6 separate regions of the Mus musculus genome follow, and regions 2, 3, 4, 5 and 6 are each linked to region 1. The links are chromatin contacts, called in public HiChIP or PLAC-seq and promoter capture Hi-C maps. All regions are on one chromosome and are shown on one strand. The core of a region is the stretch at or near the end of the contact, and the rest is flanking DNA. Distances in the headings are between cores, read along the strand shown.

Region 1 (4,025 bases), core at 509-3,008:
GAAATGTCTGCTCTGTGCCAGGCTCTTCTGGGACCTTGGATCCTTGAGTGAGCACATCATTGTTTCTCCTTGACCGTTGCCTCCCTCCACAGGCTGGTCTCTTCCCTACACACTGAGTCAGGCTGGGCTTGCAAAATCTAACACAAGTGCTTCCTTCATGCACGCACTGGACAAACACAGCTGAACACTTCCTGCCTGCAGAGTCCTGGCTTAGGCAGTAAGGCTACAATGGTCTCATTCACCATGTGGTCTGATGGGGACATGGACAAGCAAAGGGACCAAAAAACGAACCCTGTAAAAGCAATGGAGACAAACCGATGCCTCACACAGCCCTTATCCTCACAGCATACATGCAGGATGACGAGGCTTCCTTGGAGGGTATCAGCCAGGATGCTAGCCTTCCTGAGCCTTATCACCCCAAGAATGGATTGAGTCACCAGTTCATCATCTATTCTATAATCACAGTGTACTTGGTGAAATCCTCTGGTACTCGGGTCTCTGCAACCACCATGGCTGGCAGAGCCGTGATCTGCGGGAATCAAGAAGGTAGTTCAGTTCAACATGACTAAGGAGGAAGGACACACAACATCGCACACAAGCAACACGTATGCCCACATGTTAGCATACACACATGTACTTCCACACACTTAACATGCTGCCCCAAACACAGAGTCCAGAGGCTGGGGGTGTGCTTAGGTTGTAGTACAGACAGTAGAGCATTTGTCTTCCTATCATGCACGAGCCCTGGTTTCAGACCCCATGACTGTGTATCAGGTGTACTAGGCATAATCTACCTGTAAACCTAGCACCCAGGAGATGGACGCTAGAGAGTTTGAAGTTCAAGGTCATCCTCAGCTGTACAGCAGCCAGCCTGGGCTTCATGAGACTCCTAAAGCTTTGTTTTTAAAAGATGACTGCAAGGGCTGGTGAGATGGCTCAGTGGGTAAGAGCACCCGACTGCTCTTCCGAAGGTCCGGAGTTCAAATCCCAGCAACCACATGGTGGCTCACAACCATCCGTAACGCCCTCTTCTGGAGTGTCTGAAGACAGCTACAGTGTACTTACATATAATAAATAAATAAATCTTTAAAAAAAAAGAAAAAAAAAAGATCACTGCAAGCCTTAAGACTATGGTTATGGAAATTGCCATGTTCTGGGATACCAAGTCTAGCACAATTAATGAGCAAAGTGGAAGTTCTCTCTCTTTTCTTCCACTGTTCCTCCTGCTCACTTCAGGGTTGAAGATTGAACCTGCGTTCTCAATCATGCTAATAAAGTTATCTAGCACTGAGCTTCACCTCTAGCTAAGAGAAATTTTCATAAATTCTTCTCAGTTATAGAAGTAAACATGGCTTCTGCACTTACAACAGCAGTCTTTCTGGCTTGACCTACTGAACACTCGGGTTACAGGCTTTTGCTAACACACCGGGTTCTGGCACTCACTAGATAGCCCGCACTGGCCATAGACTTACAGGAATCCTCCTGCCTTTCCCTCACTAATTCTGGTATCACAACTAGGAATCACCACAAACAATTTTTCAACACTTTGGGACGTCTTTCAATTGCTCCATGTTGAGACCCCTGGGGCTGATTACTTAAAGACTGCTCAAGTGCGCTTTCACACAGTTGACACTGCAAATTGGATTCTCATTTTCCTTCTTCCCGTATCCTCCGGGCTAGTTCTCCATGCCCTGGGGCGGTGCCTGTCCCTCCCAGCCCATCCCTTGGGTTTGGGTTACAGAGGCTTGGCCAGGGCGGGGATCGATCCTTCACCGCCCACCCGGTCGGGAGCTGCAGAATCCTTTGCTTACGGATCTCTGAGATCGAGCCCGCCTTGCTTCCCTCCCGTTCACGTGACCCTCCGATTGTCACGCGGGCGCCGCTCAGCTGACCGGGGCTCACGTGGGCTCAGCCTGCTGGAAGGGGAGCTGGCCGGTGGGCCATGGCCGGCTGCAGGCTCTGGGTTTCGCTGCTGCTGGCGGCGGCGTTGGCTTGCTTGGCCACGGCACTGTGGCCGTGGCCCCAGTACATCCAAACCTACCACCGGCGCTACACCCTGTACCCCAACAACTTCCAGTTCCGGTACCATGTCAGTTCGGCCGCGCAGGCGGGCTGCGTCGTCCTCGACGAGGCCTTTCGACGCTACCGTAACCTGCTCTTCGGTTCCGGCTCTTGGCCCCGACCCAGCTTCTCAAGTGAGTCACTGCCCGGTTCTTCCCTCCGAAGGAGCCGCCTTCCGTGCGTGGGTCAGCCCCGGCCCGGCTCCCAGACACCCTCCCGTTGGCCTCTGCACAGCCCAGTCAGTCACCTCCCACGCGTTTCTCCCCTTGCTTTCTCTATCCAGCTAGCTGGCCTCCCCAGCCCAGCCCCTATCCCGAGCACCCCTTCATTGATGTGACTTCTTGGGGTCTCAGTTTATCCCTAATCCTCCTTTTGAGAACTGCATTTAGGTTTTCTTTCTTTCTTTCTTTCTTTCTTTCTTTCTTTCTTTCTTTCTTAAGAAATGCCTACTGTAGGGCCACAGTTCAATCAGGCTGTTAGAATATTGACAATATGTTGGCAATAGACATTTAAAATGATCCTTTATAGAACATGCTCAAGTGGCATAGGGTCCCTGTGAGGCAGTGACCAGGGCTGCAGAACTGAGCCCAGCATGTGTCTGGCACATAACTTGGTTAGTAAAAGTGTGAGAGGAATCAGAACACAAGGCAGAGAGCTTCCGGAGACATAGGCAGACGATTCCAAATCATCTGTTGAAAGTGAAGACCCTGTCATCCCGCAAGGCATCTCCATCATCCTTACTGTTTCCAAAGATCCTCAAAAGAGAAGATGAGCTGCAGGTTTTCGGATTTGGCGTAGACTCTGGTTTGGAGGAAGCTGGAGGAGCAGGGATCTTATAGTCTCAACCCAGACCCCTTCTGTCACAGAGTTGGAAATGGAAAATGCATCTTGAAATAGAGGAGAGACACAGCTAAGGTCAGGCAGCTGGGCTGGGAAGGATTAACCATCAAACCTCTATTCTCTCAGTTGGTAAAGTGCAATGCAACGAGGCTTGAATACCCTGCTGCATCTCATAAGAGCTGTCTCGACGGCACACAGACTTGGGGATGGGGGTGGGGTGGAGCCAGGAAGATCAAGAGTCCACGGTCATCTTTGGCCACATACTGAATTTGAGGCCACCTTGGGCTGTCAGAGACACTCTTAAGTGACCTGGTAGTTATTCTTGGAGAAGACTGGGTTGCCTTTGATTCTATTGCTTTCAAAGAGGAAGAGAGTTTCATGATGACATTTATAAGAGTGTGTGGAGAATGGAGAGTTACATAACGAGAAATAATGATAAAAATACTTTCAGAGTGGAGGTAAGTATTAGGAACAACTGTATTTAGATGAGGGCCAAAAGTATACATTTATCTCTTATTATTTGATTCTGAACGCTCAGGGCCTTGGGTTAGTTTTGTCCATAGTCAGCCTGTTCAACAGGCTGGGTGGTTTTTCTTATTACTTAGATCATAATATGCCTTCACGATAATTCTGGCTAATTCTAAGCCTGAGAAGCTGAACTCCTGTGGTGTGTGTATGACTCGTTTGTGTATGATATGTGAAATCTCTGAGTCTTGTTTCTTTGAGCTACACTTGCTCTCCCTGCCTTTTTGGATATTGTGCTTGAAGTCTGTGTGCACTGAGGGATCTGAACTCTGAAACACAATGCATTCATCACTCATCCTAGGACCTCATAGGAGCCGTTTCCAGACTCCTGCTACTTCCTTGTTTGTGTTTTGTTTTGTTTTCTGTCTTCCTACACTTGGAGCCTTTCTGGGGGTGATAAAACAAAAAAGCTGTAAATGTCTTTTCACTCTTTGAAGGAGGGGATAATAGTGGGGGAGACTTGGTGATGTTTAAAATAAAATATCGTTGAAGCTGCCAGTCAGTGGTAGATTACTTAGTGTGCACAAATTTCTGGGTCTGAACACCAACAAAATAGTGAAGGAGAAAAAAAATGTAGGGGGCAAGGGAGGAAGAGAGAG
Region 2 (4,025 bases), core at 978-3,477, 980 kb before region 1:
TAAAAAAAAAAAATCCCAACTCGTCTCAGAAACTAGGCTTCTTCCCTTACAAGATGTCCTCTTGTAGCGAAGTCTGGAGTGCATGAGCAATACTCTGTAAGCAGGAAGAAGACACCACATATGCAGGACAGTACAGACCCCTGTAGACCAGTCATGGGACCAACAAACTCATCACTAGAGCTACTCTGTGCATGGGCAAACATTATCCCTCTTTATGGTTTCTTTGCCTCATGACACTTTGGGCAAAACGGATATTCACAGTGTTAACCTAAAGTGGTGATGTAGTATGCAAACTTCTTTCTTCTTTTCCTTTTGACTGAAGTCTCGTGTATCTCAGGCGAGCTTTGAACTATGTAGCCTTGGATGACTTCTGGTCCTCCTGCTTCTACCTCTAAACACTGAGGTTACCACCATGAGCCACTATGACCAGTTTGTGCATCGCTGGTGGCTGGTGATCCAATTCAGGATTCATGGGTGCTAGGCAAGCACTCTACTAACTGAGCTACCTTCCCAGCCACACAATGAAAATGGCACTGATATCAGGACCCTGTGTCAGCTAACGGTGATGTATTTGTAACACGGGGGAAGACGTCCACGGGCCACAGTTAACCAAGAGTTAGTGCTGAAGACTAAGAACACCAGCTACCAAAGAAAACACACACCTCCAAAATATTCCCATTCCCAAGCAAGGTGGAAGGGTAGACCACCACTCCATAGCCCTTAGCTCCCCAGCCCTCCACACCTGGCCTGCCCATCAGTCAACCAAGCCCATAAGACAGGTTTAGGTTTCAATTTCAAGTACAGATTTCAGATTCACCTATTTACAGGTCCCCAAACTACTCAGAATGTCGTTGTTGCTAAACAGTAGGAGTCCTAGGGACTTCTGGGAGGACAAAGGGAATGAGAAAGGAGGCTCAGTTAAATAAATAGCTCTCAAACTGTTCAGACACTTTCATTGGCATCTCAAACTGAAAGTAACTACTACACACTCAAAAAAAAAAAAAAAAGTCTTTGAGCTGGCCTGGTGGTGCATGCCTTTGTCCCAGCATCTGGGAGACATAGGCAGGTAGATTTATGTGAGTTCAAGGTCAGCCAAATCTATAGTGAGGTACTATCTTAAAAAAACAAAAATAAAAACAAAAACAAAAAACCCAAACTTTTTTTTTTAAGGATTTGGGTTTTAATTTAATCACTATTCATTTACAGATGGCCCACAATCAATTTGAAGGGAAATAATTTTTCACAATTAAGTAGGTGTCTCCCCGACACATACACAAAACCCCGGTCACGCACATACAAACTTCGGGTCTAATGTTTGCTTAATATTTCCCTTCAGTGATAAGCTCTCAGGTCTGAGTCACCCACCATACATTTCTCATTAGGACAGGTTTGGCTTGGAAATAAAACTCCCTTTCTGCCAGGCCACTGCCTCAAGCTCCGAAATCTGCGACTGGTTGACTGGGGCCTAGTAAGAAAGGGCCCTGGAGAGCCGGATTCAATTTTCTCGTCTCTATGTGCCACCCTGGTCCTCCAGCCTCTCCCTACCTTCCTTCAGACCTCCTCTCCATCCATCTCCATTTACCTAAGACAGCCCAAACTGTCCCATCCCATTTCCTCTTCAGTCTTTTATTTTTCGAAGGAGCCTTTAAAGCTATTCCCAGAACCTGTTCCCTCGTGCTCTTCTGCAGACCTGGTCCCTCTTCACCATTCAGATCCAAGAACAGGGGACCACCTAACCTCGTGCTCCCCTCCCCCGCAGTTTCCCCTTTCAGAGCTGGCATTCATGGTGTTTTCTTCCTCAAAGTCCGGAGAATGCCTCCCTTCCAGTCTTGGCTAGCAGCTTCCTTAAGCTTCAAGAACCATCAACCCAGTGACCTACCTGCCTGCATCCCTACTCCACACCCAGGGCCTGAATAATCAGTCACCCACCCCGTTTCGGGCCCCACAAGCCCCAGACTTGGGAGTCATCAGATCCCACAAATCCCAGCGGGTCTCAGCCCCCCGAGGAGGGAGCGGCCAAGCAGGGGTGCTCTCAGCTACTCCGGACCCTAGAGCCCCAGCGGTCATCGTGGATCAGGGTGCCGGTGCCCTGCGGGTAAGGGCCGCGGAGTTCCCAGCTCCTTGCACCCGGCGCCTTAGCGCGTGCAGTCCAGGCGCCGCCGCACACAAAGGTGGACCCAGCAGCCCACGCCGCCCCGCGCCACGCAAGCACTCACCGCGCCGCGCCGACTCCCGGGACTCGGGGACGCGGCGGGGCGCAGCCCAATCGCCGCCACTGTTGGTGCCGCCGCCGCCGCGAGGCCCGGCCAGACTGGGGCCGGGGGCGAGAGTGAGGGGCGGGACGGCCAGAGGAAGCTGGGGGCCCGGAAAAGCCGCCCGGGTGCGCCCCAGAGGCTGGATTGGCCCTGCGGCGAGATCCGAGGGTGAAGCCTGAGCCCGCCTGCTGGGCAGGGCCCGGGGTCTGGACCCGCCCCGACCCAGACCCTTGTTGGACCCCGACGGGGGAAGACCCAGTACTCTGAGGAGGAGGAGGAGGTGTTGGGCTACTCGCTGCCCATCCCCCACACGGATCCTAGCACTTCCAAGAGCCGAAGTTTCTTTTTCGGTGAGAGGGGACAGGTGACCGGCCACTGACCACTCCCACCCTCGGAACTGCTGGCTCCAAGCCCCGCTGCAATCCAGCTGTCCCCATTCAGTCCAGAATTTCTCCCCTCGACACCAGGCCAGCACCGCGGCTCGGAAAGGGTTAACTCGACAGCGAAGAATTCCGAGTTGCTGGGAGCTCTCTATAAATACAGTGTCGTGGGCGCCTGAGCCAACCACAGGGCAATTTCCACTGAGATGGTTTTCCTCGTTTTCTTACACCCACAGCAACCGGACTAACGCTGCTCTCAACCCTTTTATCCCAGCCGCATGCCAGCTGCTGGCTAGCCCAGGTTCTGTAGAGAAGAGTAAGCCTGGGTGCCCTCAACCCTGAACCCTTTCTTTGCCATCTATCTATCCCCATCCCCTTTCACTATGTCCTTAAAAAAAAAAAAAAAAAAAAATCTAGCTGCAGGCAGCGACAAGAGGAGGGCAAAGGATGATTAAGTCTGTCTGGAATTTGCCAACATCCCTTCACCTGTGTTTGTATCTGTCCATTACACAGACAGGAAACAGCAACAGCGTAGAGGGCCTTCTGTGGGCTCAAATGAAGGCAGCATGCTTTCCTCTCTGGCCTCCATAGATCTCCCAAGGGTCCCACCAGGTAGAAATTATTTCTGTTTTGCAGATGAAAAAAAAAAATTGAGACTCAAGGAAAGAAGGGACTCCAACCTTGCACTGCTTGCAGACTTAGCAACCAAGTGACAGCAGCTGTCAGAGAGAGCTTAGGAAATAATCGTGAATCCACACGGGTCTCGGCTTCTGCCAGCTACTATTTTAAGCTCTTCACAATTTATCTCTTTTAATCCCCCAAATTCAGTGAAGTGAGTGCTGTTACTCGCATTTTTGCAGATAAGGAGATTCAGACACAGGCTTTATAGTAGCTCACCCGAGGGCACCCAGCTCTTAGGGAGAGGCAGAACTATTCTATGTCCTTGAATTTGTGTGCTGAGATCAAATATAGCTATGTCTATGCTTCTAAATATAAATTTGGCATTAAAAAAAAAAAAAAAACCTGTATACATGGTCCTGCCCTTGAGCCAAGACTCTCATGTAGAGGTCAGAGGATAACCTTGGGTATTAATCCTTGACTTCCATCTTGCCTGAAACAGGATGTCTTTTTTTTTTTTTTTTTTTTTTTTTCTGCTGTGTCTACCAGGCTAGGTGTCCATGAGCTTCCCAACTCAACCGTGATGGGTGGTGAAGGGACACTTTACAATGCAGAGGCTTTTCTTATCCTTGCTCAAGAGCACAGTCCGAGAGGGAAGAAAATAATGAGCATTGGTTCTCAGTTCAAGGAGCTCTGACGCCCCCCAGGAAAGGGAAACAACTTGAACAAAGAGTGCATTATAGTGTGTCTCAAGGACCATTCAGCTGCGATT
Region 3 (4,025 bases), core at 1,087-3,586, 720 kb before region 1:
AGTGCTAGAGCAGGACACAGACATCTTCTTCTTGATTGGTATGTGTTTCTCATTAAATCTGATCCCCCTCCTCCAGGAAGCCTTCCCTGACTAGGTCAGGCTTAGCGAGCTTCCAGATCTCTCTTGGGGAAGATGTGATCTAGCTTCTAGTATATAGTTCATGAGTTTCTGGTTTTGTCTCTATTCCAGAGCACGAGTCTAACCTCCTAACATGGAGCCCACAAAGGTTCCCTCCTCTTCATCTGCCCCTCAGATTTTGCTGGCACAACAGTAGATAGGTATCCTCTATTAATATCCTTATATGGAGGATACAGAAAAAGCCTCAGCCTCAATAGGGGGTTATTATGGGTCTGACTTATCCAAGTGTCAAATCTATACCCAGAGTTGGCTCTATATGGATTGTGCTAATTTAGTTGAAGGTGAGTGAGGTGTTAGAGGAAGAGTCAACAGGAGGCCCCTGGCCAGCATGGGACAGTGGTTCCTAGGAAACAGAATCTTAGTCATATCCTCATCTTTACCCCGGGGTTCCCTTTATCACCAGTAGTTAACTTTCAGGGTCCCTTGCTTCTGGTAGAATTGTTCTGCTCTTTGTACACCCTTGTGGTGGTGCCCAAGCTTTTGAGATTAAGTTAGTCTTGTTCCCCCCCCCCCCCACACACACAAGGAACTTAATCCAGAGGCACAAGGGCTGCCTGGTGTCATTGATGTTCAGATTAATGGGGACTCACTCAATAAGAACCAGAAGTGGAGACATGACCAATATTTGGGTTAGTCAGGAAAAGATGCCTTGTGTGTAGTGCCTTCCTGCAGCTGGGTCACTGCAGGGTGGTTTCTGGTGATCAGAGAAATTGTAGCAAGGGAGGTCTTCATCCACCACCAGGCAGACAGGGCTCTCAGGCAGTTAAGAGCACTCCTCAAGGAGACCCAAGGACACTGAGAGATCGTGCCTCCCAGCATCTGTGCAGGGAACTGTCAGCTCAGAACTGCTCAAAAGTAGAAATGCCAGCTCCGGGTGATGTCATCACCCTAGACATCCCCACCCCCCATGCGAAGTTCTGTGGTCCAGTGGATAGAGCAGAAAAGGCCCACCACCCAAACCCTGCTGCCTTCCAAATCCCTACTCGGGATGTGTGTGTGGACACAAGCGGGCTAAGATTTCAAATGTAAACTTCATGCTATTCCTCAGAGTAGAGGACCCCTTTGCCTTCCTGCCCACGGGTCTGTTTCTCTACTGACACAGACTCCAACCTTCTCTGGCCAGTTCTCCCTCTGAACCGCCCCTTCACCTTTTTGTGAGCTAATGTTGGGTGTTGGGCTGTACTAAAGTGTGGATACCTAAGCTATACCTTAGGCTTGGGATTTGCCCTTAAATCGAGAATGTAATACAGGGAGCGAGAAGACGCCCAGGTGCATTAAGAGAGGGATCAAATGGGGGCTGGGGCGGTTAAAGAGTGTGTCTGGGTGGAGATGGAAGCCTCTAACGCTGGTGCACACAGATGTCTCGACTGAATGGAAGCACAAGGCGAGGGAGTCAAAGCCTTCCCCAGAGTGTCAGGTCGCCAGAGGAGCCTGCCCATAGCCTTCTGGAAGCAGCCCGTTGGTCTTGGGAACCCCACATCGAATTGCTCCGGGAAAGGCGCTGGGGAGTGGGTGGTGGGAAGTCCGGCGCTGGGATCCCGCATCTGTGACTGCTACTGTCGGCGCATTTCTTCGAAGTCTTACCTCGCAGAAGTGGGTCCACCCGCGCGCCCAGTGAGCGCCTGGAGAGTTTCCCGCAAGCCCTCCTCGCCGCGCCGGGGAAGACCCACGCGGGATTCGCCCCCCGCCCCTGGCTCAGGAAAACCCTGGGAGCCGCCCGGACTCGAAGCGTTTTCCGGAAACCCCCTCTCCAGGCGAGTTGCGGGAAAGCAGCCGCTCCGCAGCCTTACGACCGGCACGCCTCCCCGGAGGAGGGTCGGAGACCCTAGCGTGGAGACAGCGGGCTAGGCAAGGAAAGCCCGAAGCTCGCGGGAGAGACTGGGAAACCCCGCCCCCAAATCTTGAGCCCCAGCGGGAGCTCTCAGTCCGTGGCCAGCAGGAATCATTACGCGCACAGGAGTAAGGACACCTCCTACCTCAGTCCCTAAGGTCTGGCGAGGTTCCGCCCTGCGCCCCTCGCGGGGCCCGGCCCCCTCCGCCCCCCTCTATGTCTGGGCTGGGACGCCGCTGCCCCTTTAAGAAGCCCAGGTAGGCAGGCCGGGCTGCAGAAGCCGCTCCTATGGCAACCCGCGAGCTGCGGCGGCTTCATGAATATTCCGGGGCGCGGGAGCCCGAGCGCTGCCGGAGGGCGCTCCGGGAGAGGCGGAGGCTGATGTAAGCCCGGCGGGCCGCTGGGCTCCGCTCCGCTGCGGCGGGAGTCCCCAGGACTCGGCCGGCTGGGCTCAGCTAGAGGAGGCAAAGCGAGAACCCGGGTGACCAGCTGCAAAGCCCGGGCGGTCACACGCGCTGACAGCCCCAGACACCCGCCGGACGCACTCCCGGGAACCGCGCGGGCAGTGCGCTCTGCGCTCGGGAGCGGTTCCCGGAGCGCGGTGGCCGCAGCGCCGCCGCTGCCCGCGCCCATTGTTCCCCGCGGGGGCGGGGCGCCTGGAGCCGGGCCGCGCGCCGCGCCCCTGATCGCAGGAGGGAGGGAAAAGAGGGAGGGAGCGTGGGGTCCCCGCGCCCAAGCCGGGCCCGGGAGGAGGTGCAGCGCGGCGAACCCGGGGACCTGCAGCCGGACTAGGAGCCTCCCCTCGGCGCGCAGCCCGCGCGATCATGGGCTCGTGAGGCAGCGAAGGACGCGTCCTCACTGGCAGGCGCACCTGGAGCGGGTCCCCCGTGCCGCACCCGCACCGCTGCCCCCGGCCCAATCCCTGGCACCATGGACAAGCTGCCGCCGTCCATGCGCAAGCGGCTCTACAGCCTTCCGCAGCAGGTGGGGGCCAAGGCGTGGATCATGGACGAGGAAGAGGATGGTGAGGAAGAAGGGGCCGGGGGCCGCCAGGACCCCAGCCGAAGGAGCATCCGGCTGCGGCCGCTGCCCTCGCCCTCTCCCTCGGTGGCTGCGGGCTGCTCGGAGTCCCGGGGTGCGGCCCTCGGGGCGACAGAGAGCGAGGGGCCGGGCCGCAGCGCCGGCAAGTCCAGCACCAACGGTGACTGCAGGCGCTTCCGCGGGAGTCTGGCCTCGCTGGGCAGCCGGGGCGGCGGCAGTGGTGGAGCAGGGGGCGGCAGCAGTCTCGGGCACCTGCATGACTCCGCGGAGGAACGGCGGCTCATCGCCGCTGAGGGCGATGCGTCCCCCGGCGAGGACAGGACGCCCCCGGGCCTGGCGACCGAACCCGAGCGCCCGGCCACCGCGGCACAACCCGCAGCCTCGCCGCCGCCCCAGCAGCCGCCGCAGCCGGCCTCTGCCTCCTGCGAGCAGCCCTCGGCGGACACCGCTATCAAAGTGGAGGGAGGCGCGGCCGCCAGCGACCAGATCCTCCCCGAGGCCGAGGTGCGCCTGGGCCAGAGCGGCTTCATGCAGCGCCAGTTCGGTGCCATGCTGCAACCTGGGGTCAACAAATTCTCCCTAAGGATGTTCGGCAGCCAGAAAGCGGTGGAGCGCGAGCAGGAGAGGGTTAAGTCAGCAGGGTTTTGGATTATCCACCCCTACAGTGACTTCAGGTAAGAGGCCAGGTTGGGGATGCCAGTGGATGCCTTGTGTAGTTGCAGGCTCTCTTCCCAGTCCAGCCTCCCAGCCCGAGTTAACTTTACTTCCTTGCGCTGGGAGCTCCAAGAGAAGTGGGATGCCTGGAGCGTCCCAGAAACCCCCGGACCTCCTGCAGTACACTGGGAACTTCCTCAGTCTTCAGGCTCCTGTTTTCTCTCCTCCAGGGTCTGGGCCACTTTGGAGGCAAGCTCAAAGGTGTTCTGAGTTTGGCCTAGCCATGCTTGCAGCCAGGGTAGAGCACTGCTTGTCCAAGCCACGCACCTCCCCCTTAGAGGCTGCAGAGTCAAGGTGGCCG
Region 4 (4,025 bases), core at 990-3,489, 640 kb before region 1:
TCTAAAGATTATTTTTGTCTGTGTGTATGTGTATGAGTGTCTGTTGCATGTGTGTGAGTACCTGTGGGGGACAGAGGAGGGCAATGGATCCCTGGAACCAGAGTTAAAGGTGGATGTGAGCTACTCATGGTGAGTGATGGGAACTGCATTCGATTTGCTACATGAATGGAAAGTGTGCTCTTACCTGCTGAGCACTGCTTCTGCTCCCAGTTTTCTACAGCCTTTAGGATTTCATATACCCTTTAGGATAGGGGGTAGATAAGACCTCTTTTATAAAGTGTGCCTATTTTTCCTATCAGGTACTTTTTTTACTTCTCTTCCTCCTATAGTTTGCTATAGAGTCTGAACCTTCAAAATACAATGTACAACTGGATACATAAATGTAAGAAGATAAAGGAATAACTACTTTCTCACAATCTTGATACTTTACTGTTGATAGCCCAATATACAAGAGATGCTTGAAGGAGAAATAGCTAGACAAGTGTAGTATAAAACATCTTGAAGCATTCAAGTTTCTCTTCTAAAAATCAGTGGGTTTCCCTTAAGTATGGGCATTAGACAGATAGCTGGAGAGTAAGAAGGTATTCTCGTATGCCTGCTAGGTAGAGGTGATAAGACAGTGGGGAAAAAATCAATTTTAATAACTGCCTTTTAGACATTTTGCACCTGGACTCTTACACCTGGTACAGAATCCCCTGCACTTCAGACTGCACTCGACAGTGACAAAATGCACAACCGGAGCACAGAGGTCTGAATTCTGGTTTTATGACAGAATAAGAGTGGAGTCAAAGATGACACTTCTCCACTCATTTTTTTTTTTTACCGTATTAATTGGGAATACTTCAATCTGTTCTCCCTACATCCCAGAGTTGAGGATCAGTGGTGAGTTCAAGTGTGAGAGTAAACTCAGAAATGGTAAGAAAAGTGCCTTTTTAATAAAATTAAAAATTACTGACTTTTATTTAGTGAGTATGAATGTTTTGCCCATATATGTCTGTAGATCACATCATGCAAAACCCAAGGAGGCCAGAAGAGGATGGCAGATGCCTTGGGCTAGAGTTACAGACAGTGGCAAGCCACTGTGTGGGTCCTGTTGTACCCAGGTTCTCTGCAAGAACAGCTTGTGCTCTTAACTATGCTCCATCACCAAGAATGAAGTGTTATAAAATTGAGGGTAATAACTTGCAGAATGGTAGAAAAGTAGAGTATTTTCCCCTAGAAGTCCCAGACTTAAAAAAACATAGTAGGGGAGATGCTGAGATTCTGAAGCGGTTCTCGGGCTTTGCTGGGTGACGGGGATCCTACCAGAGGGCTAGTGTTTCAAAGTCTAACTCTTTTCTCTCGAGGTAGTAGGAGACAGATCATTTGTTTAGGAATCAGTCTTGTTTCCAGCTAGCTATGCAGAGAGACAGGATTCTATGATGAAAATAGGCTTCTAGTAATTCAGCAGTACTTGCCACAAAATGGCCAAAGGTAGGTCCGATAATTAAAATGAACCACATTAACATGCCATAAGCCAACATTGAAGCCATAAACCATACTTAAAAGTTTTAAGCAGAACTGCATAATGTCCACAGAAAGCTGAAAAAGTCTTAGAGGGGGTTTTACCACTCATTGGAGGTTTGTAGTCAGATCCCAGGTCTGGTAGTCGGCTTCCTTTTCCTGCTGACCCTAAGGCTGAAGCAGAAGAAATCACGTCAGTAAAAACCCAACATGTAGATGTGACAGTCCATTCCACAGCTAGTTAAGTGTCTTCTAAAAACAAAACACTTCAGTCTACTCCGTAAGAAAATGAAACAACACAAATAATGGGAAACTACAGATTGTGTGCCAAGGTACACAGACACAGCTTGCAGTGTAAGGAGGTACCTAGAAGACTGGTGCCTCTGTTTCAAGGCCATGACCTAACTACCAATCTGCTGTTCAGGAAGTGGGGGACCCCCTCCCATTTCTCTAGCCCAGGAAGTGATGGTCAGAGAGGACATGTGGTAGTAGATTATTTTATAACAAAAGGGACTGAGGGAGTAAGTGAGGCTGATGCTTGTACCAAACAAGTATATTCTCCAAAGGACCTGGTGATGCTGATCTGGCATGGCTAGTATCAGTATTGTTCTGGCTCCCCCTCCCACCCCCCCAGATTATGAAGTTGTCCTTTCAAGTATAAAGTTAACTTAAGCAAGAGCAGGAAGATAAGCAGAGATTCAAATCAGATTCTCACTTCCTTTTCTGTCACTTATGAATTGAGCAACAGAAACAAACAAAACACAAGCCTTCCTTCTGGTTGCTTACACTGTCATCTGAGCTCCTATAGTCACAGGTTCAAATGAGTGAGGTCTCCCCAGCAGCAGACCTCAAAGAGGCAGAAACCCCAGGCTTTATTTTATTTCTGTTTTATAATCCTTATTCTTAGTTTTCAGTTTCTCTCTTTCTTCCTCCATAAAGATATTCCTCAATTCCAAGTTACTAGCCAGAAAGCAGTGGCAAGCTCTTGAGAAGAGGCCAGCAAGCATAAAAAGTAAAAGCTGCTCCTGACCGTTAATGGCACGCAGTGCTTACAAGACTGCCCGTGAACACCAGCTCCACTACATGGCAGTGCTTTGCTGTGGGGCAAGTCATGTAATTAGTCACTTGGACATCTGTTTACAACACCAAATGGAAATTTAAGACCATGAGACACTGAATACTGCTCTGTGTGTAGTAAATGATCAATAAATGTTAACTATTACAAACATCATAAATTCAGGGATGTCCTCTTCCTCTTTATGGAGGCAGAGTACACGGAGCTCTAGTAAACACTTATAAGAGATATTTTCACAAATAAAGCTTGACTAGAAATGTATAAATACATTTATTTCTGCAAAACAGAGTTAATGTTAATTCCTCTTTCCTCTTATAAAGAATCATATTTTAAAAGAAACAAAGGGAGCCCGAATATAAAGTTGTATAAGTACTTCATTTAATAGAATAAATCTAGAGGCTAACTATAATGTTTGATATGTTCTCAGAAGTAAAAAATCTATACAAGAAAAGAACAGTTGTTCTTGGATCCTACAGTATAGTTTCAGAACTTCTAGGGCATAGTCTAGGATTTAATTTAGTCTCTGACCCCTTTTCCATTGTTCCTACTAACTACTCCATCCTCTTACTTCTGAGGCTATCATCTCCCAAGTGACACACACTATGTAAGCCTCAAGATTCCTGTTGTTCTTCATATGCTATCACATCAGGCAAAATCTAACTGGCAGAGATACTCAGCATTTTAAGTTCTTTATATTTAAATTTTCATGATTATCACGTAAGCTACATTTAAACTTTCCAGAACACATCACATAAACAAACAAACAAATCAACCAACCAACCAAACAAACAAAAAGCTGCCACTGAACTCACCTTGTTTGCCAAGATTTAGTTGGTTTATATTCCTGCATTTCCCAATATTTTATTTAGCATTTAAAGAATAACCAAGAAATTCAAAGGATGTACCCTAAATACCAACAGGTGAAAAATTTTGAATACTAGAACAGCAAAGTGCTGCTTAACAGTTATCAAATGAAAGAGCAAGGCGTATTTACATTCTCTGCATATTCAGCGTATTCAGCAAGGCATATTTACATTCTCTGCATATTCAGCGTAACGCTTTATGAAATCTCATGCTTCTACACTCAAAACACTATGCCCACAGTTCCCTCCCATGTAAAAAAAGACTTGTTGAACACAAGCACATGTCCAAAGCCATGAAACTCAATACTCTGTTCTGATTCTTACATTAACCAAGATCCAAAAAGCTGAATTTCTGATTATTACTGTTAAACCATGAGAACAATTATCAACTTTATTTCTAGTGTTCTATCTCTATATGGAAAGCTACCTTTAGCTTGTTTCTTAGAGACAGAAATCACAAAGGGCAGCTAACATGCCACCAGAGCAATCACAATGAAAAACCTGCCAGTCAAGGATTTCAAGACAGGTGACATTAAGACTCGTCCTTCCTAAGTGTCTTGCCACATGCTTTTTATCCTTTTATA
Region 5 (4,025 bases), core at 766-3,265, 610 kb before region 1:
GGTAATGGTCCCGTTGTGGCTGGTGCTAGATGGTCAGTAGTGGCACTGGTCAGTGAAGTGGGAGGTAATGTTGGGATGGCAACATCTTGTCATGTGCAAACATTGGGGAATATGAAGGGCAAACCACGACGGTTTTTAAAGAGAACAGAAAAACAAAAAACAAAAAAGAAATAAACAAAACCACGATGGGAAATAAAATAAAATGAATGAACATAAAAAAGGCCATTAAACTGAAGGCTAACATGCAGGCTGGGGTAACTACTGCAAACTAATGGGGATATTCAAGACACATCACTGTGGAACAGATTTTCTGATCTGATAAGGGTTGTGGATAAGGAACAGGGAAAAGACAGCTGAGAATAACACATCTTAAATGACGACACAGCAGTGCCCAGGCAATCTTCTTAATATTGAAAGCAGCATGCAATATGTGTCAAACTCTGCATATAACTCTCAGTATTTTCTACTTTACCAAAACATGGAAAAACCTATCTATAATGATTATAGTATAGATACTCCTCATTACACTCTACAAAGGGCCCCAGGGGAAAGTCTGTGGTAGGGGTATATGACTTCATTTATTTTTTCAGCTTTACAGATTAGAAAGCTACACTTCCAACTTTAATGCTTAGCCTGTTATCCACATCGGCAATACCCAGGGAAGTGACAACTTTCCTCATCTTGATAAATTACACTTCAATTGTCCTTATGTCAATCCATTTAGTTTTATCACTATAAAAAACCGAACCCAAAATTCCAAGACCACAAAAACAATATAGGTAACTTAGGATCCTCTGCCAGGATCTTCACCACCATGTTAACAGCTCCAGAATGCAGTACTGGGTGCGAGAGATGAAGTAATGCTAGCACTAAGCAGCTGTAGCCAACCTGCTCTTCCTGAGGTGGCCTATCTATGAGATAGTTCTGATTTTAGAAATTTTATTCCTTGTACTCAACCTAAATCTCCCTTTTAGAGACAAAAGTTCAAACTTAATCTCGCTCACACACATACCACCCCACCCCTCAGAGAGGGCCTCATGCTAGAAAAAGAGAAATTACTACAAACTTCCTGGGAAAATTGGTAGGAAACAGTCAGAGAAGAAAATAATTTGTAGACTTCATTTCTCCTATACCTGCCGTTTGTGGAGATGGAGCACAGGGCTTCTACTAGCCTAGATAAGCACTCTTACCTTGTACACAGTTTTGAATTAAGTGGTAGGGCAATAAGGCAAACAGTCTCCTAGAGGTATCTGAGCACTTTCCACAAGGAACTCTGCCTCATTTATGTGGACCAGTAAATCATTACAACAATTCTGTAATCTGTACTGCCATATTGTCTCAGTCTTACAGAGGATGATATTTAAAGGAGATACAACCTGGGTCATAGCAAGTGGTAGACTAATAACCAAATTCTGACTTGTAGTGTAAAGACCCTGAATGTAGCCAGCAGGAAATGGAAACTTCACTTCCAGTGTGGCTGTGTCACTAGGAATCACTTATTCTTTTCTGTTCTCTTTTTATGTCTAATCCTTGGAAGAGTTAGTCTATTAAAATGTAACATTATAAAGTTTTCTTCAGCTATAAGCACAAATATACTGAGACACATAGTCTGATATAAAATAGCAGTGCTCACAGCGTTCTAGGGCATTTCTGTTATACCAAACACTTGATTTTAAAACAACCTATCTAAGTCTTCCACAAAATTAAAACATCTGGAAACTACTCCAAGACTTTTAGAAATCAGTCATCGCAGCTCAGAGCCTAAGTGAAACCACAGATCTTGAGGCCAAGTATATGCAATTACAATCTTTGAAAAATTATGCTGTTTTGTTGTCCTCCTGACATTAGAATTTACTCCTGAGAGTTCAAAGATCTGATCACTCACTCTGCTCCAAAACTTCCCATAGTATAAGCCTGAAAATCTCAGCACAGGGCTCACAGTCTTCTACTGGTTGATCCCAATCTAGTTCCCCAGCCTAGAGAGACTGTTGTGCAGGGGACATACTGTTCGTGCTGTACTCTGGATCTTTCTGGCTCTCTGCAAAAGAACGAGCCTTTCTGCTTCTTTGTTCACACTGTCCATGTTTATAGCAACAGACACAGGCCAGTCTGGGACCAATACCTTCACTTGACTAACACATTACACACACCTGAAGCTGTTTCTGAAGGTGGAAACCATTAAGTTCTGTGCTGGACATGTTGCCCTTGGTTAAGAGGATCCAATTATTCTAATTTGACACCTACTTAAGTCAGTGAAGCGAGCTGTGAGTAGGCACATTTAAAATTTCATTTTGAAATACAAAATGTGTGTGTGTGTAGTTTCTAAATTCCTTCAAACTGCAAGAGTGTCTTGGGAAAGGTTCATTCTCGGTAGCCCTTTATTTCCTCATGTAAAGAACTCTACTATATTGTTAAGTTCCAGGGATGTTCATGGTGACGTTGCCTAGAATTGGGTGAGATCTACACAATGCATGAGTGTCAACGAAGGTACAGCTCCATACACCATCACATGTATAAGTTAACAAGTATACCAGAAAGGAGGGGGTGGGGAGGGAAAAAGGGAGTGTGTGTGTATTAGAGAGACAGAGGGAGACACAGAGACAAAGAGATACATGGGAGCCTAGTGCTAATCTGACAATTCTACAGGAGAATCCTATGTTGTTTGCATGCAACACTTCTAAATCTTAATCCTGCAATCTTTTTCTCCCAGACAGTAGTCCTTGCTAGACACCCTAGATTAAATACCAGCCAAGATCATGTACTGCAGAGAGCCTACTGAAAAGAGCTCCTGTGCCTGGAAGCTGCTAGGCTGTTCAACCATGTGGAGGTAATTTCATGCTTTTTATTGTAAAGACACAGTAAATTATAAAAACAACTTACAACAAGCACAAGTGTGTAAGTAGAAGAACTAACGTCTTCCTTTCCTGTGGAGGGTACGAGGGTACTCCAGAGAAGCATTATGGGAACCAGGAATGTTAATCATGAAGGGGTGTGATTTCTCCTCAGTGGAGGAGAGAAATCACACACCTGCATTCCATCCAGAAAGCTGAGAGTGGGGGCTGCTAACTGTGGAGGCAGTCCTCACCCAAATGTGCCAGAATGCTTTCCCCAGACTCTTCCATCCCTCAACTCATCCTTAGGGAGATGGCACAGAATGTTTATCCCAGATTCTTCCCCCTCTAGACCATTACCTTGGGGGAGATCCCTTATGGTCTGCTGACCTCTATGCTATTGGTCAGAGACCACACTAGATTCTAGGCCTTTTATCTATGGAAACCACCTCATAGTTACATGTACTTTGAAAAGGAGTTTCTATGTAGCCAACATCTTAAGCTTTATTGTGCATCTGGAATTGGACTGATTGTTGCCTGGAAACCTTTTCCCATATTGTACTATGTTTTAAATACGCTGACAAGGAACCACCTGGCATTAGACTCTCAGAAGTCTGATCCAGGCTGATAAAGTCAATCTGGTTTTCATTCTTATCTTTTCATGTGGTTTGCTTCTCTGTCTGACATCTGCAGAGACCCCTCACTTTCCATTATATCCAAGTATGTATAGTAGAATGTAATTGGTATCTTTATCTTCTGAAATATTTCTTGGGATCTCCTTTCTTCTCTCTCCTAAACCCTTTCTCTGTCTCCCTCTCCTCAACTTCTCAGGAGTCATGAAGTGAACAAGCTCCGCTAACACTCTCCTTATGAAATACCTCACTACAGTAAGCCCAAAGCAACAGAGCTACACAACCATGGACAAAACCTCCATAAGCATGAGCAAAGACAAGCTTTCTTCCTCTAGGCAGTTTCCCCAGATACTCTATCACAGCAATAGAGAGCTGACTCACACAGATGTCTTTATATTTACACACGTAAAGAAAGAAATGGAATGATGCCAAACATGTTGCTTCACAAACTTTTGTACAACATATGGCTTGAAGAGGCTACTACATCTGTATAAAAACGAATTTGAATATTCCCAAGCATAGAGTCACTTTTATTATTCCTTGCACAGATGGTTTCTTTGTT
Region 6 (4,025 bases), core at 1,105-3,604, 560 kb before region 1:
TTCTCTGTCTTCAGGAAATGTCTTTTCAGGTCCTTTGAACATATTTAAGCACTGGGTTCTTTTCTTACACTGAACTGAATTCCTTATCTACTCTAGATATTAACCTCTCATCAGATGTATAGTTTGGAAATATTTGCTCTCATTTCGTAGTAGTCGCTCCAAGATTCCTTCATCCTTTCTTGTGCAACTTTCTAATTCCATGAAAGCCTATTTGTTGTTGTTGTTGGTTTTTTTTTTTTTTTTTTTTGCCTGTGCTATTTATAAGTCACATAGAAAAGAAACCAACTAAAACACCTTTTAACCTTTCCAGAAACCTCATGCTTTCTCTCATTTCTCTCAGCAGCTTTACAAAGTCAATCTTAAGTCTTTAATCTACTTTGGGATGACTTTCATATATGATATAAGAGAAGGCTCCAATTTTAGTCTTGTTACAATTTATTAAAGACTACCCTCTTCGTTATTATTGGCAATCAGAAAAGGCAATATACATGGCTTTAAAATATAAACCTTAGAAGTCACGCATCATTTGTATTATACTCTCATTAATTCAAATAACTCAAAACCTACCTGAATTAAAGAACAAGAGACATAAACCCTAGCCCCCAAATAAGAGGGTTATGTGATGCTCAATGTGGTACTAGGAAATGAACTCAGGTCCCCTGGCATTTTCTGGAAGACAAGCTATCCATCTTTACTACCTGAACCAGCTTTCTTGTCCCTGCTTTTCTTAAGATACACTCTTCTACCCAAGATAATATTAAACATAACTCCATTTATTCTTTGTGTTTTCACATTTAGACCCAACTTCATTTTCTTCCAGTTGAAAGTCTACTATTCTTTTAATAGTTTAACACTTAATAATATATTATATATTGTTATATATGTGGGTGTGTGTGCACGCACGGGCCTATCTTTTCCTCCTTGAAAGTGAATTCCTGTATTTATATTTTAAATTGTATAATTGTAACCATTCCAGCAGAACAAAAATATTCTGAAGACAGATATTTGTCTGTAAAAACATATTCTCTTTGACTGTCAAACTAGTAAAAAAAAAATAGCCAAGACACAGAACTCCTCCAGAAAGCTCATTGTGAAGCTTGGTACCTTCCTCGGCTCTGAAGAGGAAGCTTCCGCCCAAGTAGAAATTTCGCACAGTTCTTAGTGTATGCCAGACTATCTGGCAGAAAAGAATGGAGCCCAGATAATGAAGGTCAGTAGTGAATGGCAGGATCCCACCTTAACCAGGACTGCTGAGTCATGCACACCACAAAACCCTAAAGTTTTGTCCATACCCATATGAAGAAAAGTTCCCACGAAGAGAAATAGTGAAGTAAAACCAGAAGCTAACAAGTATGAGAGATGTATTTAATTTGATGCTCCTAACAACAATTTCCGGGTTTGGGGGCATACATAATTCAGGACTTGAGAGGTGGAGGTCACTAGACTTCTTTATTTGTTCTTTGCATTATGGCCACTGAGTAAATCTTCTTTCTCTGCTTTTCACTGTTATTTTTCTCTTTAATTGGCCTGTTGAAGACAGGTGGCTAATCCTCGCTTGTTGGTGCTGCTAGGGTCAGGCTCTGATCCTGACAACTGTGGTCACAGTACTGCAATTAATAGTTGGACTTCATTCTTTTTTATTTCCTATTCTTGTGTCAATAACATGTTGGTCTGCAAGATGGTAAATTTTAATTATGTGAAACTTCTCTACAGTTTTCTCTAACAAACTCATTTCAGAAAGTGCTTTAACTGCTGAAGTGAAGAGGATGAGTTTAGATCCCAGAACCTACACAAACGTCAGGTGCACGTGGCAGCTCATCTGTAATTCCAGCCTTGGAAGGCAGAGACACAGAATCCCCACAGAAAGCTGGGTAGCAAGAGTAACCTCACCAGCAAGCTCTAGATTTGACTAAGAGACTCTGCTATCAGTCTCAGGACTAGACATGCACTCCCCAACATGTGCTCCTCAAACACATGTGAACATGCATACACACATACTGCATACACATATATGAAAAGAAAAATTTCTATTGCTGTATTTGTGAAATGCAGACTCAGAATTTGAATTCAAGTGATACGGTCTAGACGTTTGCATTTTAACGATTATGATGTACTGCCTTTCTCATATTACTGTTAATCAGTAGACCTGGACAGTAAACAACATTTTTAATTTCACAGTAAATATTTACATACCTTGCACAGTAAGCTCCGCCTGAGCTTCAACTGTCTTATTTCCATTATCAGCTATGCAAAAATAAGTCCCAGCATCATCCTCAGTGACATCACTGATCTCCAAGCAACCTCCTGCTAGCAAGACCAACCTGCCAGAGCTGGATTAAACACACAAACAAAACGATACATTTCAGCATGAGGAAAAGAATTCCTATGAGGCTTTTCCCATAATAGCACACAAACACTGTTATAGTGATGGCTACAAGCTGACTAAGATTAACAAAAAAATCATCAGAATTTAATTTGTTTGTTTTGCTCTTATTTTATATGCATAAATGCCACCGTGTACAAATAAATTTTCACAATCTCTGGCACTTCTAGCTATTCCCAAAGAGTTATTACTTTTATGACCAATTCAACTTCCTCCAGTGTATCGCTGTCTCCCTATTCTGGTCGCTTAATGGAAATTATGTATTTTAAAGTTTGCAACCAATCTAAGACCAACTTCACCACAGCTGCGCCATGATGAGATTACTAACAGGAAGAAAAATACAGAGGGCAAAATGTTAACTCAAGCAGCAAGTCACGAGGCGACGAGTCACGAGGTGACGAGTCATGAGGTGACGAGTCACGAGGCGACGAGTCACGAGGTGACGAGTCATGAGGTGGTGCCACCAACTGAAAGTTTCCTATGGTGACCTGGCTAGGAAATAGGAGGTGGGGATAGGGATGGGTTTGTATTTAAAAAAAAAAAAAAAAGACAGGAAGGAAAAGGGAAGGACAGATGCCACTGAGTAACTCCCAGGGTGTGTACTGGGCGCAAATCAGCCAACATCCATCACTCCATTTACAATAAAGATGATGAATACTTTCATAAATCTACGGTGATAGAAGCCTATTTACATAAAAAACAACAATCCTATAACAGAAATAATTGAAAATCAATATTCTCAAATTTTTCTAAAGTTAAAAAGTTTAGTTCATCTGGAGAATTATGAACTAGATCAATAGACAAAGATATCTGAACAAAGCAAGGAATATAAATCTACAGGTATGCAATTAAAGCAGCCACTTAAAGCTTTTTTTTATTTATTTCATTATTTTTTTAATTAGGTATTTATTTCATTTACATTTCCAATGCTATCCCAAAAGCCCCCCCCCCCTCCCCCACCCACTATTTATTTCACTATTGTTTCCAGGCTGGTGCTAACTAGAAATGAAGTCTTGAAAAGTGAAACTCTGAAGAATCCACTCCTGTACTTGATGGTCCTGGAAGCGTGAGCCAGCCATCACACCAGCCATCACACCAGCCATCACACCAGCCATCACACCAGCCATCACACCACCAAGCGTGAGCCATCACACCACCAAGAGCTGTAGTATGGTAAGCAAGCCCTTTCTTTGTCCCTGCACTCAGAACTACGGTCTTCTAAGAGAAGGTATTATCCAATCACTGACATATACTTTGTTGCTGCTCACCTCCTGCTTTAGCACTCATTCTTTGGGTTCCTCTACAAAACCATTTCCACATCCCTCATTCTATCTGCTTTTTTATATTAACATATACGAACAAATTTAAATGTTATCAATTCTAAGACATTTGTTTAAAAAAAAAAACCCTATAGTGATCTTGTGTGTTTGTTTTCAAAGATGTAATAAGGATGCCTAATGCTTACGATACCTTGTTTTTCTACATAGCCCAGCACTATTGAGATTTCTAGACATTTTCCCCTTTAATATTGAAATCTGAAATCTAAGTAATAAATTAGGCATAATCCGCCCACACTTCTCAGGTGCTGGCAAAAACAAAGACATTATGGATAACTACCTACATCCAACCTGAAGGACTTCTC

What was found. Promoter capture Hi-C pulls out the DNA fragments that hold promoters and counts their contacts. HiChIP or PLAC-seq counts read pairs in DNA pulled down with a chosen protein or histone mark.
Region 2: a contact with region 1 is called in an H3K4me3 HiChIP or PLAC-seq map of embryonic forebrain, with 2.6 times the contacts expected there. The contact joins the promoter of Cd276 here to the promoter of Hexa in region 1. A contact is called at or near these places in 5 of 39 promoter capture datasets (the HPC-7 cell line, cranial neural crest, embryonic stem cells and 2 more) and 5 of 115 datasets of contacts at active chromatin or transcription factors (bone marrow-derived dendritic cells, bone marrow-derived macrophages, embryonic forebrain and 2 more).
Region 3: a promoter capture Hi-C map of embryonic stem cells shows a contact between it and region 1, with 2.4 times the contacts expected there. The contact joins the promoter of Hcn4 here to the promoter of Hexa in region 1. A contact is called at or near these places in 2 of 39 promoter capture datasets (cranial neural crest and embryonic stem cells) and 3 of 115 datasets of contacts at active chromatin or transcription factors (astrocytes, craniofacial prominence and embryonic stem cells).
Region 4: a contact with region 1 is called in an H3K4me3 HiChIP or PLAC-seq map of bone marrow-derived macrophages, with 4 times the contacts expected there. The contact joins the enhancer-like site here to the promoter of Hexa in region 1. A contact is called at or near these places in 12 of 39 promoter capture datasets (the 3T3-L1 cell line, 3T3-L1-derived adipocytes, the HPC-7 cell line and 9 more), 3 of 484 Hi-C or Micro-C datasets (the G1E-ER4 cell line, embryonic fibroblasts and reprogramming fibroblasts), 5 of 115 datasets of contacts at active chromatin or transcription factors (the NIH/3T3 cell line, bone marrow-derived macrophages, embryonic basal ganglia and 2 more) and 1 of 9 other capture datasets (embryonic stem cells).
Region 5: a contact with region 1 is called in a promoter capture Hi-C map of the 3T3-L1 cell line, with 6 times the contacts expected there. The contact joins the enhancer-like site here to the promoter of Hexa in region 1. A contact is called at or near these places in 9 of 39 promoter capture datasets (the 3T3-L1 cell line, 3T3-L1-derived adipocytes, the HPC-7 cell line and 5 more) and 2 of 115 datasets of contacts at active chromatin or transcription factors (embryonic basal ganglia and embryonic limb bud).
Region 6: a contact with region 1 is called in an H3K4me3 HiChIP or PLAC-seq map of bone marrow-derived macrophages, with 5 times the contacts expected there. The contact joins the enhancer-like site here to the promoter of Hexa in region 1. A contact is called at or near these places in 6 of 39 promoter capture datasets (the HPC-7 cell line, cranial neural crest, frontonasal cranial neural crest and 3 more) and 3 of 115 datasets of contacts at active chromatin or transcription factors (bone marrow-derived macrophages and pancreatic cancer cells).

Annotation. Positions count from the first base shown.
Region 1 is chr9:59,537,782-59,541,806 of GRCm38.p6, forward strand. It overlaps Hexa (hexosaminidase A), which reads left to right and starts at 1,759. Exons shown (of 14, transcript NM_010421.5): 1 at 1,759-2,195. The coding sequence starts at 1,943. It also overlaps a transcript of Tmem202 not described here.
Region 2 is chr9:58,552,806-58,556,830 of GRCm38.p6, forward strand. Cd276 (CD276 antigen) reads right to left here and starts at 2,228. Exons shown (of 8, transcript NM_133983.4): 1 at 2,217-2,228.
Region 3 is chr9:58,820,613-58,824,637 of GRCm38.p6, forward strand. It overlaps Hcn4 (hyperpolarization-activated, cyclic nucleotide-gated K+ 4), which reads left to right and starts at 2,337. Exons shown (of 8, transcript NM_001081192.3): 1 at 2,337-3,684. The coding sequence starts at 2,900. It also overlaps a transcript of Rec114 not described here.
Region 4 is chr9:58,897,557-58,901,581 of GRCm38.p6, forward strand. It overlaps Neo1 (neogenin), which reads right to left. Exons shown (of 28, transcript NM_001042752.1): 21 at 1,609-1,677. Among named protein-coding and RNA genes, the nearest start is that of Hcn4, 77 kb to the left of the region's middle. Within about 2 kb of position 2,240, at least 10 of the 459 cell types and tissues checked have an H3K27ac peak or open chromatin away from gene starts, as enhancers often do. A contact at or near this core is called in bone marrow-derived macrophages, where this site is marked.
Region 5 is chr9:58,931,091-58,935,115 of GRCm38.p6, forward strand. Neo1 (neogenin) reads right to left here. Exons shown (of 28, transcript NM_001042752.1): 8 at 1-85. Among named protein-coding and RNA genes, the nearest start is that of Neo1, 100 kb to the right of the region's middle. Within about 2 kb of position 2,016, at least 2 of the 459 cell types and tissues checked have an H3K27ac peak or open chromatin away from gene starts, as enhancers often do.
Region 6 is chr9:58,976,432-58,980,456 of GRCm38.p6, forward strand. It overlaps Neo1 (neogenin), which reads right to left. Exons shown (of 28, transcript NM_001042752.1): 5 at 2,194-2,330. Among named protein-coding and RNA genes, the nearest start is that of Neo1, 58 kb to the right of the region's middle. Within about 2 kb of position 2,355, at least 41 of the 459 cell types and tissues checked have an H3K27ac peak or open chromatin away from gene starts, as enhancers often do. A contact at or near this core is called in the HPC-7 cell line, bone marrow-derived macrophages and pancreatic cancer cells, where this site is marked.